3 separate regions of the Mus musculus genome follow, and all the other regions are linked to region 2. The links are chromatin contacts, called in public HiChIP or PLAC-seq maps. All regions are on one chromosome and are shown on one strand. Each heading gives the region's core, a stretch centred on a gene start, on an enhancer-like site or on the middle of the called end of the contact. The rest is flanking DNA. Distances are from core to core; before and after follow the strand shown.

Region 1 (4,223 bases), core at 462-2,961, 1.1 Mb after region 2:
TTTGTATGTGGCTAAAATTAAGATGGCTTAAATGACTTACATGCCCCGAGGATGTCTTTTTAGACAGGAAAAGGCATGTTACCTACAGTAGATCTTATTGGTAAAATACCCTTGTTAGGCAAATTCTCTAGAGGAAAATTTGTATTTTTGTGTACTATTAGAGGCCAGCTCCTTAGGAGATGATGGTCTGGTTTTGTGGCCAAGTAAGAAAGAACACAAGGATGGTGAACTGCACCCTCAAGTGTAATTATGTGGGTGACCAGCAGGCTACAACAGCATGGTTGGGAGACAAAATTAAAACACTGGGAAAACAGAAAGTAATTACAACTCTAGGAGGTGTTGATACAGAAGTATCTGACTGTGCTTATATTTCGGGTGCACACTGGCTGAAATTTGAGGAGATAAAACTAGAAGCAAGGACATAACTTGGATGACCAGTAGTCACTTTTATTTTTAAGTCATATATGTTATATGATATATGTGATTTTTAAATTTCTAATTAGAGTGTTTATTCATTTGACACATGACCCTTTGCATGACAAAAGGATTCACCAAACATTTCCATTAAATAGCCCCACCTCTTTCCTTCAAGTTTTACCTGCCATCTGTTGTAGGAAGTACAGCCTTTCCTTAAACAAATTTAAAATGAAATAATACAAACTATTATCTACAGGTTTTACTGTTAGCTTTATAGCGCATGGGCGTGTCTTAAGTCAGAGAAGTATTCTGACCTAGGGCCATGCTAGCCTGAAGCAAGAAGACATGCCCCACTGCTACCCTTTGGAAAATAAAGAACTGCTTTGACAGGCTAATTGTAGGGGGAGAAGGGGTGTCTCTTTTCTCCAAATCTTTAACAACCATTTGGCCCCTGGTATATAGATTTTTGTGTTGGTTGAAGCCATTTAGTAAAATAGTTTAGTACTTAATTGGACAAATGGCTATCAAACAAATTTAATAAGCTACTTTCCTGTCACTTGCCTCGGGAATCTCTTTTTAAATACAGTGAAAATGAAGTTTTGAACTTTGGTATGTATTTATTCTAGCCACGTAAATGATTTTCCTTATTGTATCCACACAGACAAGATTACTATTATAGTAACGTCTACCTAATCGGAAGCACTGGCCACTGGGAGGGACCTTGTGTGTATTTTACACTGTATTAGTAGAGCATGTGTAACAGGAAAGGTTTTTGTTGGTGGTGTTTTTTTTTTGTTGTTGTTGTGTTTTTACAAACCCGACTGGGGAGACTGGGATGGTGGAAATGTTCTTTAAAGTACATAACTGTTTGTAATTACATCTGTTTTTAAATAAATGCAAATTTACCTCCCTTCAAATCAACATTTTTGACATGTAAAATTGGGATTCCATAAGTTGTTCCTGGGTGATACCTTCAATCTAAATAACAATAAAGAAACTGTACATACAAGCTTGTGCCTCAGAAACTGGTTTTAAGATTCTCTAGTAAATAATAAAGTTCTTTGATGGCACACAGATATATTAATTTTTAATTTGTCTTTTCTTATATCTTAATTACTGGAAAAGATTTATTGACTAATTTTAGGGAGGAAAGTGTTGGAAAAGTTTTGCCAAATACGGACCTCTTTGAATGACTGTATGGTAATGAAAAGTTAAGAGGAGAGCCAAATTAGATTGAATAATTGTTCAGTCATGTGGGTTAGACTGGCTGCATAGCCTGGTTGTTAGGCTGATTGCTCAAATTACATTGCCTGGGGTCCTGCACTTGGTTGGCTGTCTTCTCAGATCTTAACAAGGTTCTGGGAATTTCTCTTTTTGACAAAGTTTGCTTTGTATTTTCCCCTCCCCCTCCCAACCCAGGATGCTTCATCTGCAGACATCAGAAAAGCATATCGTAAGCTTTCACTAACCTTACATCCAGACAAGAATAAAGATGAAAATGCAGAAACTCAATTTAGACAAGTAAGTGAAATGCAGTTTTATTTATATATAAATATATAGTGACAGTTGTATTAACTAATATGCTTATGTTAGAAATATTAACTTACATGTAGAATATTTTCGTTTGAACATGAAGTAGCTTAAATATATTAACATTTAGATTTTTTTTAAATGGAATACTGTTTTACCAACATGTGTCATTTAGAGTTTCTTAGTTTTTGGAAAGTCATGCTCTCATAATTTTCTTGTCTAAATTATGCTATTATTCTTAAAATATTTTAAGATTTACTATTACTTTTACACCTTTCACAAAAATTTATTTGATATCAAACAGTCTTTAAACATCTAATATGCTTCCAAAAAACACAAAATGTTACTTATAGTTGGAATTTTACTATTTATTGCATAGATGGGCACATGGGGTTTTCTGCATGTGCTTTATAGAGCTTTCATCCTCCTATGTGATTCCTTACAGTTATAAGTATTTTTATTTTAAAGTAATGCTTTTATTTTAGTTGGTGGCCATTTATGAAGTTTTAAAGGATGATGAAAGAAGGCAGAGGTGAGTGCATTTGTGCTTTTGAATTTGAATGGGCAAAGTTTCATGCCTTTAAAAGGAAAGAATTAAGTCCTGTTTAAGTTAGACTTTGTTTGTTTGTTTGTTTGTTTGTTTGTTTCTTCCAAGAAATGCATTGTTTTGCATGCTTTTGTAGAGCAGAACTCATTTCTTTTGAACATATTCCCTAGAGTGATTTAGTACTTACAGATTAGGATCATGAGTTATAAATTTAGCAAGTATGGCTTCAGTAGAAAAGACTTTTACCATGGGTTATGCCCTGGGAAACAGCCAGTTTTTGATTTTAACCAAATACCCACTCTTGACAGTATATGATAAATAGCCCCATGTATTTGGTGGACCCAGTATTCCCAGACCCCCCTTCTTAAGTGTTTGAGGTTATCATTTTAGTAATTCCTTATGTGTACTTTCCTGATGTTTCTTCACCTCCAGATAATCCAGGTGATAAACTGTTAGAAGACAGAAGTAAAAGATAATTGCCCCTTTTTTCTTGTTTGTTTAGACTTCTTTCCTATGTCTACTACAGTGATTGTATCTGGTAACCTTAGACAAGAGGCAGTCCCTCACTCAGACATGTCTCTGCCCTTTTCAGAAGACCAGTAATAAATGTACTCGCAAGGTGGTTTATAGTGCCTGTGACTTACAGAGGTCTTTCCTGTGCCGTAGAATGTGTGGAATGTCTATCCTGTTGCAAAGTCTTTGGAGATTTTAAAATCATAGAAAGAAACACTTTAAATTATCTTTTGAGACACATATGGTTAATTAAAACAAAAGTTTCTCATATACACACAAAATCATTGCAGGCAAAATAAACTTTTGTTTGTTTGTGTTTGTATGTTTCATTTTGAATTTGTTAGTCTTTAAAGAACAAGCAGCAATAATGCAGGTTGGAGTTCAACAGGTTGATTTTATGAGACAATAGTGGACAACATTGGAAATTTGACTGTGTTGTCTTAAATAAATGCACATTTGAGATTTAAGCAAGCCTAAATATCTGGTTTGTTGTGGGTAGCCAATCTTATAGACAAACTCAGAACTACACAGTGAGAGATTCGGAGTTTTTCTTCAAATATATTGTCTGGAATAATTCTGTGTACTAAAATATTAGCTGCCTTTCCTGGTTCTGTTTAATTTGAATTTTGAATATCCTAGTTGGTCAGGTTGTAATACGGGATTCAAATACTATCTTGAAGCTCTTTGCTTTTTAACAAGGACTGAAATTGGTCCAGGCATTTCCTCTAGTTTAGGTTATCTATCTTGTTGAAAGAAGCTCTGTACATTTATTCTAGTAGATTCCTTTTAGGGAACAGCTAGTTTTGTCTCACACATCAAGAATGTGTTGTAAAGATAGCTTGCTTTATTCTTCCAACATCTTTGCCATCAAATTTTATCTTTTTTGCTGGTTGTTATCTTAGAAGTCAGTAAATTTTGTGATAACTTCTTCTAACTAAAAAAATCATTTCTGTCTTTTCACAGCAAATCACTTCTTACCTATTCATTGTTTCTGTGTTAATATAGACTCCTCTGACATAATCTCTTTAGGAATAGTTCCCTCTGCATTTACTTTCGTGTTAGCAGAGGAAAAAAGAAAAAAAAAACAAAAACCTGACCTGACACTTACACAAACATCTGTAGTATTTATACCCCTTGAGGCACAAGGAACTCTTTTGTAACTGGTTTTCCTTGAGGCAAAAGACTTAACTAATCAAGTTGAGAATAACTTTTCTAA
Region 2 (4,219 bases), core at 1,130-3,629:
ATGTATTTATTTTTATTCATTTATTATTTATGTTGCTGTGCACACGTCTTTGGGAATGTATGTCATGTGTGTGGTTGCCAGGGAAGGCCAGAAGAGGGCAGTAGCTCCCCTGCAACTGGAGTTTCAAATGGATGTGAGCCCCCTGATGCGCGTGTCTACACCTGAACTCAGGTCCTCTGCAAAAGCAAAACTTGCACTTAACTGCTGAACAGCCACGTCAGCTCCCTCAATTAGCGTCTTAGTAAAGATATTGGAAAAGCAGAAGGTGTAATTCAGTAGAGTGTGATCGCCCTGTGTATGCCAGCTTCTAGGCTTTATCTTCATACCAGAGGCAGGGTCAGGAGAGACAGTGGAGAGGAACTGTGAGCTTCTGTCTCCACTGCACTTGCACTGCAGAAAGCCCATGTGAACACACACAGGACAGGGGACCCAGATGGTGGGTCTCCATTGGAACCAAAGCTATCTGCTTGATATTTGATCTATCAGCCTCTCACATGGTGAGAAACACATGCCGTTTATGCCCACTGCTTAGCATTTGTTATGGATGCTCATGCTCACACATGCCAGTAAAGTTCTGTGGGGGAGCTAGGATCCGAACTCATGCCCACTGACAATCGAGATCTTAACCACAGAACCATCCCCTGCTTCTGTTCTTATTCTCCTTGTAAGACTTACTTTACTTGTATGGGTATTTTACCTGCATCACGTATATACCTGTGCACCATGTGCATGCCTGGTGCCATGGATCCCCTGGAACTAGAGTGAGTTATAAGCTGCCATGTGAAGAGTTTTTGCTACCATAGGTTTTTTGTTATTCCAGATGAATTTGCAGATTGCCCTTTCTAATTCGTTGAAGAATTGAGTTGGAATTTTGATGGGGATTGCATTGAATCTGTAGATTGCTTTTGGCAAGATAGCCATTTTTACTATATTGACCCTGCCGATCCATGAGCATGGGAGATCTTTCCATCTTCTGAGATCTTCTTTAATTTCTTTCTTCAGAGACTTGAAGTTCTTTTTATACAGATCTTTCACTTCCTTAGTTAGAGTCACGCCAAGGTATTTTATATGATTTGTGACTATTGTGAAGGGTGTTGTTTCCCTAATTTCTTTCTCAGCCTGTTTATCCTTTGTGTAGAGAAAGGCCATTGACTTGTTTGAGTTAATTTTATATCCAGCTACTTCATTGAAGCTGTTTATCAGGTTTAGGAGTTCTCTGGTGGAATTTTTAGGGTCACTTATATATACTATCATATCATCTGCAAAAAAGTGATATTTTGACTTCTTCCTTTCCAATTTGTATCCCCCTTATCTCCTTTTGTTGTCTAATTGCTGTGGCTAGGACTTCAAGTACAATGTTGAATAGGTAGGGAGAAAGTGGGCAGCCTTGTCTAGTCCCTGATTTTAGTGGGAATGCTTCCAGTTTCTCACCATTTACTTTGATGTTGACTACTGGTTTGCTGTAGATTGCTTTTATCATGTTTAGGTATGGGCCTTGAATTCCTGATCTTTCCAAGACTTTTCCTAAGCAGCATAAGATATAAAACTGGGTTGGAAAGGAGGTCAGGAGAGCAGCTGCCCAGTGCTAAACCACAGGGCCACGAAATTACAGAGAATTACACCTGGGACTCCTCAAAGACTCCTACTCCTCCCAGGGAAGATGCAAAAGTGTCCGGATTCACAAATGAGGGCAAAAAGCACTTACCATTCCACCCCATCCTGTCTCTTAGCCACTAACAACCTGTTGGAACACGAGAATAATTCACCCACACATCTCAAAACCTAGAGTCACACAAAACCAAGATAGTGTTGCAGCAGCACCCGTGATGGTGCAGTGGGCCAGTCTCACAGGACAGGAGGCAACTAGCAGTCCTCCCGAAGGAAGTGGGGGGGGGGGGGGGGAGGGCAAGGATTAACTCCCGCCCAGGAGAGGGCGCACAAGGTACGGCTGTTGACCGCCACTGGGTCCCTGACAACACCATGGCTCCTAACACGACTTTGTACACCAAAATGTAACATATAAACGAACTGTATGCAAGCATAGGAGAAGATTCGATCCTCTCCGGCATCAGTGCTCCCCCAGCACACCAAGTTTACCAAACGCGTTGCTCTGCTCCGCAACTCAGGCAGCGGGCCGCTGGGACCAGTCTCTCAGGACCTCACAGGAGGCCGCCCAGGGTCAGCCAGGACTGTGAAACCGAAAGCCACGAGAGACGGCAGCGATTGAGGACCTACCTGTGTCCTTGCTTCCCGATCCCGCGCAACCCCGAGCCAGCCGTCCAGGCGCCTGCAGCAAAGGCAGACCCCGCAGCGCTCGCAGCAGTCGCGCCATGACGCTGCCACCAACGGGTTTCCTCCCAAGCCTACCCAACCCCCACCCTCCGCCGGATCCCTCCCCTCTGCCCAGGTCTCTTCCCCTCCTCCAGGCTCTCCTTTTCTTCTGGTGCTCCACCCTACCCCCACCACTTAACTTATCCTCTTGCTCCTCTTGACCTTGATCTTCGCGGAGTGTGTGGAATATCCCGGGACTCCACTGCCTCCTCCTCCCGCAGTACCTTACTCCGATTGGAATCATGACTAGTCTAAAACTTGCTGTGTTTCAGTTTGTTTAGGTTTTCCAGAAGTCATACTAATTGCAGTTGGTTATTTCTGGCTTCCCTTACTCAACATAATTATCTGGACATTGCTGCTTGGTTTTTTGCGTTACATTATGCACAAATCTTTTTTTTGTTGTTGTTGTTGTTCTGAATAATATTCCATTATACTAAACTGTTACTCATTAGTTTAGGCTGTTCTAATTTTTGCACATCAAAAACAAAGCTGCCAGGAGCGTTCCTGTACATGCCTTTTTTTTGGATACCTGGAAGAGGAATAGCCAGGTCTCAAGGGCAACGGCTGCTTCACTAGCAATGTATGAAAGCTCCTGTCATCATCCCCTTCCTACACTTGATTACTCAGGCCTGTTTTTTTGTTGTTGGTTGGTTGGTTGGGTTTTTTGTTCGTTCGTTTGTTTTGCTTCGGTTTTTGAGATCTAATCTCTCTATGTTGTCCAAGCGTCCTCAAACTTGGAATCTTCCTGCCTCGGGACTGAGTTTATAGACATGCATCACTACAAAGTTAGACTTAAACTTCTTACAGTAATAGGCTTCTCTTGTGTTATCTTTCAGTAACTGACAATTAGCCATTGCTAAATCATACATGGTTTTGCCCATTTATTATTAGATTTACTTGTTGTGGATTTTTTTCAAGGTTCTTCCATATATTCTCTGGGCACAAAGCCATTATCAAATCGTTTCCTCACAAATTTCCCTTCCCGAGACTGTGGGCTGTGTTTTTCTGTTTCCTAATTGTGTCTTGGGATGGGAAGTTTTACATTTTGTTAAACTTCATTTTATCGGTTTGATGGTTTGTTTTTGTTTTTTATAGTTTGTGGCGGCTTAGGGGTAACATATTTAACAAATGGAGCTAGTCCAATATTACAAAATATTTTATGTGTTTTCTTCTGCTAATTTTATAGTTTTAAGTTTTACATTTAGGTCTATTATCTATCTGAGTTAATTTTTATTTATTTATTCATTTTTTAAAATAAGGTAATTTTTTTTTTTTTGTTCTCTACTGCCTGCATTTGAGTTCTTGTCAAAATCAGTGTATGGCTGAGAATGCAGCTCTGTAGTAGAGCAATGGCTAGCATTCACGGCCTCAGGGTCGCACACACCCACTGGGGAGAAACCCCAGGTTGGTTGGTTGGTTGGTTGGTTCGTTTGTTTGTTTTTATCAATACAGGGATCTGTTTCTGGACTTTCTGTTCTTTCCGATTAATCAACATGTCAGTGAGTATACAGAGTACTGTAACATCTGCATCCCTGGAGGTGGAGTCAGCTAGTATTTGCAGATCTCTGCAGATCTTCACACTCCCAGAAAACAGAGGGAAGCCTTCCTGGATCCTTCCCTCTCCCTGTTTCCTCTATCCACTGCTTTGAGAACTTTCATCTCATCCTGGCACAGGGCTTTCTGCCCCCACTCCCATGCCCACCTATCAAGAAAGATCATGGGATGGGATGGAGAGATGGCTCATCAGTCAAGAGTACTGAATGCTCTTCCAAAGGTCCTGAGTTCAAATCCCAGCAACCACATGGTGCTTCACGACCATCTGTAATGAGATCTGACACCCTCTTGTGGTGTGTCTGAAGACAGCTACAATGTTCTCATATACATAATA
Region 3 (4,108 bases), core at 305-2,804, 1.4 Mb after region 2:
ACACAGGGCAGAAAGTTTACATTCTTTTCCACATCTGAAGGCCTTTAAGCACTCATACTTCAAAATAAAACAAAGCAAGCAAGCAAGCAAACAAACAAACAAACAAGAATGCCCCTCTTGGTTTATCTTCTTTATGCGGCTCCAAGTTTCATGAGCACAGGGTCTAGATATATGTGTATATTTCCCATAGAGTACAATATATGTATAATGATAAATGTTTCTTTAGTCCTTCCTCCCCTCACCCACAGGAGGTTCAGGTCTGTGATTGTGTGCTTGTACCCCTGGCTTTGTGCATGGTAGGCAGGCAAGTTCCCTACACCCCAGCTCTCTCTTGCTGTCTTCTGCCTTGCGTTTCATTTAGTAAATTCCTCAATTTCTTAGGTTTCAGTAGAGATCTGGGGGTGATTTCTCCTCTGCTCTCCCAGCTGGGGAAGCCTTGTTCTCCTTCCTAAGATAAAAATCTGCCCTTGAGAAGAAATCATTAGTAGGAACAGAAGTGGGACTCGGGAGTTCAGGCCAACAGCCACACACTTTTAATCTTACTTTTTGTGAATGTGAATTGTTGTGGGTCTCCAAAAGGACACTGACAAAGCCACAGCCACAGCAGTGGGAGCACGGTGGGCTCGGATCAGGAGTTAAGTGATGGAAAAGGGACAAAGGTTATCTAGCCTGCACCCCTTCTGGTGCAACCAAGGGGCTTCTGGGGGCTTTCTTCTTTTTATGTTTCAAAATGGGAACGGAATGAGAAAGCAGTGGACTTATAGGGCGAATTTGCATGAGAATAGGGGACTGGAGAGAAGGGTCCTGTCAGAGAAGTTGGTATGTTCTCTAAAGGCCACTGGGGTGTGTGAGAAGTGTTATGTAAAGCAGAAACAGGAATACAAAGAGAGACCACCAAAATAATTGTCCCCAGACTATATCCTCCCTCCCCGCCCCCTCCCTCCAGAAAATGACAGATTGCTCCTTAGCAGTTGGTAGCCTGAAAAGCCTTTGATTTAACCCACCTTCTTTTCCTTCTAGAGCACGAACTGGAAAGTATTTCTAAGTCATTGTGACCCAGGGCTTATTAAGAGAGTGGTCTGTGGCGCGAAGGACACTGTTTACCCTGCTTACACAGGCAAGCACTGGGCCCTGGACTCTCATGGTTAGAGCTGGCTCTTCTCTGAACACAGCTTTAAGAACACCTTCAGGCTTTCATTAGCTTGGAACTGCATAGCGATAAAAACGGTGTTAATTAAGAATGACAAAACGCAGGCGTGGAAAGAGACCTAGATCGGATTTTTGCTGAGCTGAATGTGAACGCTACTTTATACAGAAGGAGTCCGAATCCCTTCCAGTATGGTTCCGCTCTGAACTTATTGTTCGTCTCTGTTGGGGACTGAGCGAAACCTTTAGCCGTGTGTGCCTAGGGGAAGGGTCTCCGCAGTGCGCCTACTCTCCTCCTTTGTCAGGCCCGTCTTGTGTTTTATCTGCTGACCTTTCAGAGTGTCCCATGTCACCCTTATCCTGCACATGTCTGCACTGCTATGTCGCTTCTGCTTATCGGGGGCCCTTTCTTTTCTCTGCTGCTAATTGAACAGCCCATGCGCAAGCAGGCTCTGTGGAGAGCTCGAGTATCATAGTCCTAGCGCAGTGACTCAAGAATGTTAGGCCCGCCTGTCTCAATGCATGCAGCTAAGTGCCTGGTGAGGGCTGACTCTCAGCAAACCATATTCTGAGCTACGCCACTCTAGATCTTTTGTTTTGTGTTTTCAGACAGAGTCTCACCATGTAGCCTTAATGACCTCAAACCCACCGTGTAAACCAGGCTAGCTTGAACTCACAGAGATCCACCTGCCTCTACTTTCCCAGTACTGAGAGTGAAGGCATGTGCCACCATGCCTGGTGCCACTTTGGACTTTAAACCGAGAGTTCCAAGGACAGGGCTTTTCCTCTTCACCTTCAAGACTGAAACTTCCAGAAGATATTACGACAATGTGAATTTATTTTCCACTATTTAGCTATCTCACCAACTAGGGAAATTGATGCGTATGGCAAGAAGGAAGATGCCAGTGAACCCAAAGCAAACATTGTCCTAGAAGACTTCCTGACTCTGAGTCTGACATCTCCTCTAACACTGCCCCTACTCAGTCATGCTTACTTCCCACGAAAGGGGAACACCGGCTTCTAACTTCCTCATCCAGTGCAAATCGTGGACCTGTGCCCTTTACTTCTCTTTCAACTACATTGACTTGCTGTTGGAACCTTCAGGGTGCAGGGGTGGGGTGGGGTGGGGAGTTCCCTTGGGCTCTACACTGCTGCAGATCAGGGAGAGCTTCTCCTTGGATATTTCCACTTTCAAACAGGAGACCTCTGAGTATCCTACAACTCCTTCAGCCACCAAGAAGGACAGGCAACTTTGGGACAAACTCCTGTATTAACTTACATGGCCATTTGAATGTGCTTGGTCCAGAGAGTGGCACTATTTAGAGGTATGGCCTTATTGGAGGTAGTGTGTCACTGAGGGAGTGGATTTTAAGACCCTGGTCATAGCTGCCTAGAAGCCAGTCTTCAGATGAATGTAGAACTCTCAGCTCCTCCTGCAGCATGCCTGCCTGGCGGCTGCTATGCTCCCACCTTTGAAGATAATGGACTGAACCTCTGAACCTGTAAGCCAGCCCCAATTAAATGTTGTCCTTATAAGAGCTGCCTTGGCCATGGTGTCTGTTAACAGCAGATACCTAAGACAACTTATGTCTGGTGTCATTCTCTCTCCCTGTTGCAGCTAACGTTTTTGGAGAACCAACCAGGATCTTCTGAGCCACCTAACTCATTCTTTTAGGCCCCTAAAGTAAAGGTGGCTCATTATAATATTAAAATGAGCATGGATGGCCAGAAAGAAGAGTTTGTGGTTGCTCTTTCAGCCTTTTGACCTTGGGTTGACCCTGCTCCAAATTGTGTCTGCCACTTTTCCTTCTTGAACTAAGCATGCTCAGGAAAGTATCCTCTCCAGAAAGTATTTTTCTAGATTGCTATAGAGGGGCTTCCCAGCAAACTCTCCACGATCGTGGAGCAGGTGGGTCTGGTGCCGTCCTTACAGCCACAAATAATGAACATTGCTCTGTTATCTCTGGCCATGCTCTCTGGCTCCTGGATCACTCAGCATCGACTGTGTTGGGTTACAGACACAGCCTCCGAGCCTCTGCTACCCACAGTGTTTTCTGCTTTGTTCATGGTTTCTGCCACACCTGGGGGAAAATGCCTGACATGTTCATACTGGCATGGAAATCTAATAATTCATAGTGGGCCTAGTTAACCTCCTTGTCCCCCACGGGGGAGGGGGTTAGTTGTTCTCCTTCACTATGATGTGTGTAGCATCTAGATAGAAACTTTGTCCTGGTTTCTGAGCAGTAGGCCAGGTACTTGTTTATTCTGGTGGAAAGAGAGATTTCCAGGCTACGCTGGATATGGTAAGATCTCTCATCAGTCAAATTCCTAGGTGCCATTATAAACTGATGTAGCTTTCACTATAACCAATTTAATTTTCCACATCCTTGTTTCCTGCTTATTGTCTCTGTTGTCATTTTAAAATATTTTTTTGTTTTGTTTTGTTTTGTTTTTTGGTTTTTCGAGACAGGGTTTCTCTATGTAGCCCTGGCTGTCCTGGAACTCACTCTGTAGACCAGGCTGGCCTCGAACTCAGAAATTCACCAGCCTCTGCCTCCCGAGTGCTGGGATTAAAGGCATGTGCCACCACTGCCCGGCAAAATATTTTATTTTTATTATCTGTGTGTGTGTGTGCATGTTTGTGTGTCTGTATGAGTGAATGTTGTGTGTGTGCTGGTGTCTGAGGAGGTCAGAAGATGTCAGATCCCTAGGAGTTGTGAGTGGTCCGACACAGGTGCTGGGGAAGGAATTTGGGTCCACAAGAGCAGCAAGCGCTCTTGCTTAACTGCCAAGTTGTCTTGTCTGACTATAGACTGTGGTGTTGAACAAGGCCAAGTAAAGTAGAGAACGTAGGGAAATTTCCCAGTTAATTCCAAATAGAAGTTATACAGATTCAAAGATAAGACAACAGTGGGAAAATTTTCTACTTTCCTCTTACAAAAAGCTGTGTTTTGTCAGCTTG

Evidence for each region. HiChIP or PLAC-seq counts read pairs in DNA pulled down with a chosen protein or histone mark.
Region 1: an H3K4me3 HiChIP or PLAC-seq map of embryonic limb bud shows a contact between it and region 2, with 4 times the contacts expected there. The contact joins the enhancer-like site here to the promoter of Msrb2 in region 2. A contact is called at or near these places in 8 of 39 promoter capture datasets (the C10 cell line, frontonasal cranial neural crest, hippocampal neurons and 4 more), 1 of 484 Hi-C or Micro-C datasets (bone marrow-derived macrophages), 3 of 115 datasets of contacts at active chromatin or transcription factors (acute myeloid leukemia, embryonic limb bud and large pre-B cells) and 3 of 9 other capture datasets (adipose tissue, liver and pancreatic islet).
Region 3: an H3K27ac HiChIP or PLAC-seq map of embryonic stem cells shows a contact between it and region 2, with 5 times the contacts expected there. The contact joins the enhancer-like site here to the promoter of Msrb2 in region 2. A contact is called at or near these places in 2 of 39 promoter capture datasets (hippocampal neurons and pre-B cells), 1 of 15 datasets of contacts at CTCF or cohesin (large pre-B cells), 3 of 115 datasets of contacts at active chromatin or transcription factors (embryonic stem cells, large pre-B cells and stem cell-derived neural progenitor cells) and 3 of 9 other capture datasets (adipose tissue, embryonic stem cells and liver).

What each region holds. Positions count from the first base shown.
Region 1 is chr2:18,314,614-18,318,836 of GRCm38.p6, reverse strand. Dnajc1 (DnaJ heat shock protein family (Hsp40) member C1) reads left to right here. Exons shown (of 12, transcript NM_007869.3): 2 at 1,837-1,938; 3 at 2,433-2,479. Among named protein-coding and RNA genes, the nearest start is that of Dnajc1, 76 kb to the left of the region's middle. Within about 2 kb of position 1,711, at least 13 of the 459 cell types and tissues checked have an H3K27ac peak or open chromatin away from gene starts, as enhancers often do. A contact at or near this core is called in embryonic limb bud and second pharyngeal arch cranial neural crest, where this site is marked.
Region 2 is chr2:19,369,796-19,374,014 of GRCm38.p6, reverse strand. It overlaps Msrb2 (methionine sulfoxide reductase B2), which reads right to left and starts at 2,379. Exons shown (of 5, transcript NM_029619.2): 1 at 2,236-2,379. The coding sequence starts at 2,332.
Region 3 is chr2:17,930,132-17,934,239 of GRCm38.p6, reverse strand. No RefSeq gene overlaps it. Among named protein-coding and RNA genes, the nearest start is that of H2al2a, 65 kb to the left of the region's middle. Within about 2 kb of position 1,554, at least 54 of the 459 cell types and tissues checked have an H3K27ac peak or open chromatin away from gene starts, as enhancers often do. A contact at or near this core is called in embryonic stem cells, where this site is marked.